Linked DNA regions of Mus musculus: region 1 is linked to region 2. The links are chromatin contacts, called in public HiChIP or PLAC-seq maps. All regions are on one chromosome and are shown on one strand. Each heading gives the region's core, a stretch centred on a gene start, on an enhancer-like site or on the middle of the called end of the contact. The rest is flanking DNA. Distances are from core to core; before and after follow the strand shown.

Region 1 (2,700 bases), core at 26-2,525, 74 kb before region 2:
CAGGTATATATGTGGCACACAAACATACATGGAGGCAAAACACTAATAGACATTAAAACAATTGTTAACAAGAAATAATATAGGAAGAAAAGCAGTTTCTAGAAGGAATATTACATGCTACATTCTGAATGGAAGTTCAGGTACCTTTGGGACATTTAGGTAGATGTGAATTTATTGTTAAAAGCTGGAAAAATTGAAGTGGTTCTTGATTTATTTTTTTAAACTTTTTAAAAAGTGATATCTGAGGGGTGAAGAGATGGCTCAGTTATTAAGAGCACTGGATGCTTTTCCAAAGGACCTGGGTTCAATTCCCAGCACCCACATGGCTGCTCACACCTGCCTGTAACTGCTGTTCTAGGGAGCCTGGCACCCTTCACACAGACATACATGCAAGTGAAACTCCGATGCATATAAAAATAGAAATAGAATTTAAAAAGTGGTATCTGTGCAGAAACAACAAGTAAACCAAATAAATTAGGACATTTCCAAAAGTGATACTGTTGCTTAAGAATGCATGGGCCTAGGGGCTGGAGGTTTAGCTCAGTGGAGAGCACTTGCCTAACAAGCACCTGACCCTGGGTTCAGTCCTCGTGCTGAAAGGAGAAGGCAAAGGCATTAGGTAAAAGGCTTGGGTTTGTGTGGTGGTGCTGAGAATGACCATAGGGAAGTTAAACATGGGAACTGAGCATTCTGCTTCATTAAAAGTTGTCTCCTGTGCCACCTTAAAATGACCTTTTGGAGACACAGTATAGGTTTGATACAATGTTAAAAGTAGTGAGCATAGCTGCTCATGGTGGCAAACACCTATAGTGCCAGTACTCAAGAGACAGAGGCAGGGGAATACCAAGCCAGCCAGTCTGGTCTACAGAGGAAGTTCCAAGAAGCCAGGCTACAGAGTAAGACTGGTCTTGAAACAAAAAGGGAGTAGGGGTGTGACCAAGCCAATCAGCTTGTTCTCCAGGGAGGGAGGGAGGATTGAAAAGAAAAAGACAACTAGACATCACTAAAATGTGACTCCGGCCAGTGCTGAGGCTGAAGGGGTTTATTTTTCTCCAGCCTGCTTTTATACCATTCTAAGTACATGTAAATAATTAGGTCAGTTCTAGGCTAAGGAACAAACAAAGCAATAAGCACAAATAGTCAAGGAACAAACCAGGCAATATGTAAACAAAGTCCTGTGATCTCTGTTTTTTAGGAGCCTATTCAGGTTGTCCAAGATAAAAGGACTGTCACACATTCCTTGGCTGAATTGTGTTTACCTTGAGCTTTGTACTGGCCCAAATGTAAATACTTTCTGAGCCTACTTCCCTGCCCTAGCCCAAAGTCAAATTCCTGCCTAAGCCTGAGCTTACTTCCTTATTCTCGCCCAATGTCTAATTCTTGCCAAGTTCCTAGAAGCAGTCCCAAAATCTCTCCATAGGGGTGGCTAGCATGAGTTTTGGGAATATAAAGGTACGTTTTATATTTTGTGGTCTCTCAGTATCATTAGGAACATCTGTGAACTTATTAAAAATGTTTTGGGTATAAACAATTTTGGATAATATTGTAGGTTGAGTAAGAGTGTGTGCCTGTGTGTGTGTGTGTGTGTACACGTGTGTATGTGTGTATGGAGGCCACCAGTTCATATCAGACATTTTCCGAATCTCTGTCTCACTAGCTCAGTGATTGTCTGGACTGGCCTGCCATTGAGCTCTGAGGATTCTTAGTATCTGTTTCCCACTGTGTTAGGCTATGGGTGCACACATGCATTCATACTGTAGAGTTATGTACACATTTAATCAACTTTTTATATGGGTGCTGAGGTTCCAAAATCAAGTCCTTAAGGCATTTTAAGTGAGCTGCCCCCTCCCCAGCCCAGGCTCTGTGATTTTTACCTGAAGTGCTTGGGAACACACATTCAGGTTTTGTAATGAATGTATAGACTTGACCAGCTGAGCATCCCTAATCATAAAACAATTTGACCATAAACATCATACTTAAAGCTTCCAGATTTGGGACCAATTCAGATTACAGATGTTCACTACCTATAATAACTAAAATGCTTTGCAACATTTGTTCTTTAAGTATCAAACTACCTTATGTTGATCCAATACATGTAATTCCTTGAAATAGGTAATTTAATTCTTATTTTACAAATAGAGGGAATATCTAAGAAACTTTATTAGGATGCCATGGGATTCATCTTCAAGGAGTCTTGCTCCTAAACTGCTATGCTACCTGCTTACTAAATAATACAGGCTATATATTCTTTAATAAGAATGGAATCACAAAAATGTATTATGAGAATAAAAGTCAATGTAAAGATACCATTGCTAAAACTGTAGAGAATGTAATTTTTATATAATTTTGCTTTCATTTTAGGGGCAAGGTCTGACTGCATTGCCCAGTCTTCCCCTTAACTTACGCTCCTCTTCCTCTGCCACCTGTAATTACAGGCATGAGCCTCTCGAAGCTGTTACCTTGCTTTTTCCAGGATATGAAAACATGACAACTGTTAAGAAGAGTTAGGAAGACTGGACAAATACGGGAGGCTGAATCGTTACAGGGAAGGAAGGAGCTTATGCTGGAGATAGTAGCTGTTTATTTTGTTTTGAGACAGGTTAGCTCTGGCTGTCCTGTAGACCAGGCTGGCCTTGAACTCAGAAATCTACCTGTCTCTGCCTCCATAGTGCTCTTCGACTAAAGGTGTATGCCACCACT
Region 2 (2,956 bases), core at 238-2,737:
TGCTCAGCTTGCTCTCTTATAGAACAAGATTACCAGCCCAGAGATGGCACCGCCCACAATGGGACCTCCCACCCCTGATCACTAATTGAGAAAATGCCTTACAGCTGGATCTCATGGAGGCATTTCCTCAAGGGAGGGTCCTTTCTCTGTGATAACTCCAGCCTGTGTCAAGTTGACACACAAAACCAGCCAGTATACCAGCTTCAAAAACCTGACACCAAGTGTCCAGGTGGGTGTTTAGGCTTCTGTGGCCCTAGGGACTTGCTGGCTTGGGCCATCCTTGCCCAGTGACCCTGCTGATCTTTTCTGTGGCGTCCCAGTCCTATTGCTTATACTGTCAAAGTGAGAACATGTATTTCCTTTTCTTGCCTTCTGTTCCCGCCCCTTAGTATTGGAGACTGAACCCAGGGCCTTGCCCATGCAAGACAAGTGCTCTAGCCACTGAGCTACGCCCCAGTCTCTTAACAGAGCATTTAACAGAAGTACTGTCCAACAAGGGAGCACATTACCAGTGCATTTTACAACATTATCTCAGGACTCTTGGGGCCAAGCGGACAATACCAAAGTAAGCTTACTGCTATGTCCCTCTGGCTCCCTCAAGTGTATCTTAGAAATATCACTGTGGCTCCTTGGCCAGGGGCTGCAAGCTAGGAATCTGCTTTGCTGCTGTCCTCTGGCATTCCCAGGGCTGCCAAGCCTCACGTTGCCCATTGAGCTCCATGGGGACAGCACTAATCTTCTGTCCTCGAGCTCCACTCCTCGCTTGTTGTCCAGCTTAGGGAAGGACTCCCTTCTCTGGGCTTGAACAGCCCATCCTCCATGTCTGCTCTGTGATTCCTAGGGTCCAGCTGTGTTCCTGAGGCAGCAAGTGTGGTTAAAGTTTTCCTAAAGGATTTCCCATTTGATAGTTCCATGTCGTTTCTACCTTCCAACAACCCACCATGAACATAAAAATAAAAACATTTTGTTTCAGTGATTAAAGTGTCAGTGTTCTATATCAACTAAAAAGACAACAAGGTTTAATAAGCACACTGTGTGTCAGACACAAGATTTCCCCTCTAAAAGGAATACAAGTGTGTGTGTGTGTGTGTGTGTGTGTGTGTGTGTGTGTGCGCGCGCGCGCGCATGGGTGGAGTAGGGGACTGGGGTAAATCAGAGGAAAGACTCTGGAGAGGAGAAAGAAACTGGCCAGGGAAGGGTTAGCAGAGATCAAGTATATCAAAGTAGAAGAGGGTGGCCTTTATACCCCACCACCACCATGGGCCAGAGTGACATTCCTTCTGGAAAGGTTGGGAAGGGTCACAGCGATCAGGCTGGCCGCCTGCTATCTGCTCTATCATAGCATCCCGTAACACAGCTTCTGTTGCACAAACCTCCCCGCAGCTCCGTTCAAATACCAAAGGATGTCGCTCACTTTAGACGCGAACGGGAAGCGGCTCTGAAGAGAACTCTCCAGGTGAGAGGGGGGCATGGGCGGAGTCAGGAAAACAAGTTCGATTTAGCTAAGGGAGAAAGAAGTTCGCAGGAAAAGCTCCCCACCCCCACCCCGGCAAACAGCTGATACTTTTGAACAAAACAGCCCCACATCCTGTTCATTGCTAAGCTAAGCAAGTGCGAATCATTGTATCCTTAGATAGATCGGATGTTTTGACATTTGAAATTTGGTAGATTGAGGATGTTTGAAACTCATTCATTGTTTGGGTTTAGGTGGCTGAGTCCAAGCCCCTTGTTATTCAGGCAGATGTCCTCAAGAGGGAGCTAGAGAGCTGCCTAAGGCGAGAGTACACACCGGAAAACCTTCCTCTGCTTCTGTTGCAGGTAGGGTCATCTTGCAATCTGAAAACATACTTGGAGTATATTAGAAAGGAATCAGCAAGCTGACTTTTAGGTAGCTCCTGTGGGCAAGTGTTCTGGAGATGGGTAATTTGCAGACTTGGTGTAAATGCTTTCTTCATCAGAGATCATTTCGTTCTCACAGCTAAGTTCAGCTTAAACTTGTTGGGCTGAGAGATTGACCGGGTCTGCCTAAATACTGTTTGTGCCGGTCTTCCACTCTGCAAGGAAAAAAACAACCTCCATCTCCCAAAGGCCAAAAAACAAAAACAAAAACGTTTATTTCTGAAAACCACTCTTAAGAAAATAATTCAAAGTAGGAAAATAATTTGCATTAAAATTCCTGCAACATTGTAATAAGAGTGAGAGATGGAGACAGGAGGGAAGAAGGGAAGGAGAGAGGGAGGGAGAAAACCAGCCAGCCTTACTACCGTCAAGAGAAAAGCAAATCAATGTAGATTGCTATTTGATAGACTATTGTCCTTCCATCGAGTGTTGTTGTTTTTGTTTTGTTTTGTTTGCAAAGGAATTACTTCATCTTGTGATATTAATTAAAACTATGTATGCACATTTGATAATATTGATCATATTGACCAAAGACAGAAGAATCCCTAAGCTTAGGTTGCAGGACAATGAAACACCCCTGAACTTTTATATAGCTTCTCAACTTTGCATAATCATGTAGTATTTAAAGTTTTTAAATGATTTATTCTTCACTTCTATTAAATCATTTAAGGTAGTCCATGTTATGAGTTGTTTCCCCTCTTAAATAAAGTTAGCTCTTTAGTAAGTAGTTAGTGCTAATCACAGAAGATAATGAGATTCTATTTGCAAGTTAAAATGTTGTTCATTTAGAATTTTTCTCTTTATAATTGTCTTTCTTCCTTCTTTTCTTTCCTCCCTCCCTCTTCCCTACCTGCCTCTCTCCTTACCACCTCCCTCCCTGCCTCCCTCCTTCCCTCCTCCCTCCCTCTTTCCCTCCTCCCTACCTGCTTTCCTTCTTCCCTCTTGCTTCCCCTCCTGCTTCCTTCCCTGCCTGCCTCCCTTCCTTCTGTTTTCCTGGTACTCACCATTCATTTTTGTGTAACAGGGTTCACAATGGAGGGAGAGGAAGGGTAGGGAT

Evidence for each region. HiChIP or PLAC-seq counts read pairs in DNA pulled down with a chosen protein or histone mark.
Region 1: an H3K27ac HiChIP or PLAC-seq map of embryonic stem cells shows a contact between it and region 2, with 9 read pairs. The contact joins two enhancer-like sites. A contact is called at or near these places in 4 of 39 promoter capture datasets (the 3T3-L1 cell line, embryonic stem cells, epiblast stem cells and 1 more), 3 of 484 Hi-C or Micro-C datasets (the N1E-115 cell line, embryonic stem cells and nephron progenitors), 2 of 115 datasets of contacts at active chromatin or transcription factors (both in embryonic stem cells) and 1 of 9 other capture datasets (adipose tissue).

The regions. Positions count from the first base shown.
Region 1 is chr10:41,762,501-41,765,200 of GRCm38.p6, reverse strand. The region is part of intron 2 of Cep57l1 (centrosomal protein 57-like 1); the gene reads left to right. All of the region lies in intron 1 of BC048559 (cDNA sequence BC048559), which reads right to left. Among named protein-coding and RNA genes, the nearest start is that of BC048559, 17 kb to the right of the region's middle. Within about 2 kb of position 1,275, at least 22 of the 459 cell types and tissues checked have an H3K27ac peak or open chromatin away from gene starts, as enhancers often do. A contact at or near this core is called in embryonic stem cells, where this site is marked.
Region 2 is chr10:41,688,887-41,691,842 of GRCm38.p6, reverse strand. It overlaps Ccdc162 (coiled-coil domain containing 162), which reads left to right. Exons shown (of 48, transcript NM_001358562.1): 3 at 1,384-1,456; 4 at 1,708-1,818. Among named protein-coding and RNA genes, the nearest start is that of Mir3473b, 20 kb to the right of the region's middle. Within about 2 kb of position 1,487, at least 43 of the 459 cell types and tissues checked have an H3K27ac peak or open chromatin away from gene starts, as enhancers often do. A contact at or near this core is called in embryonic stem cells, where this site is marked.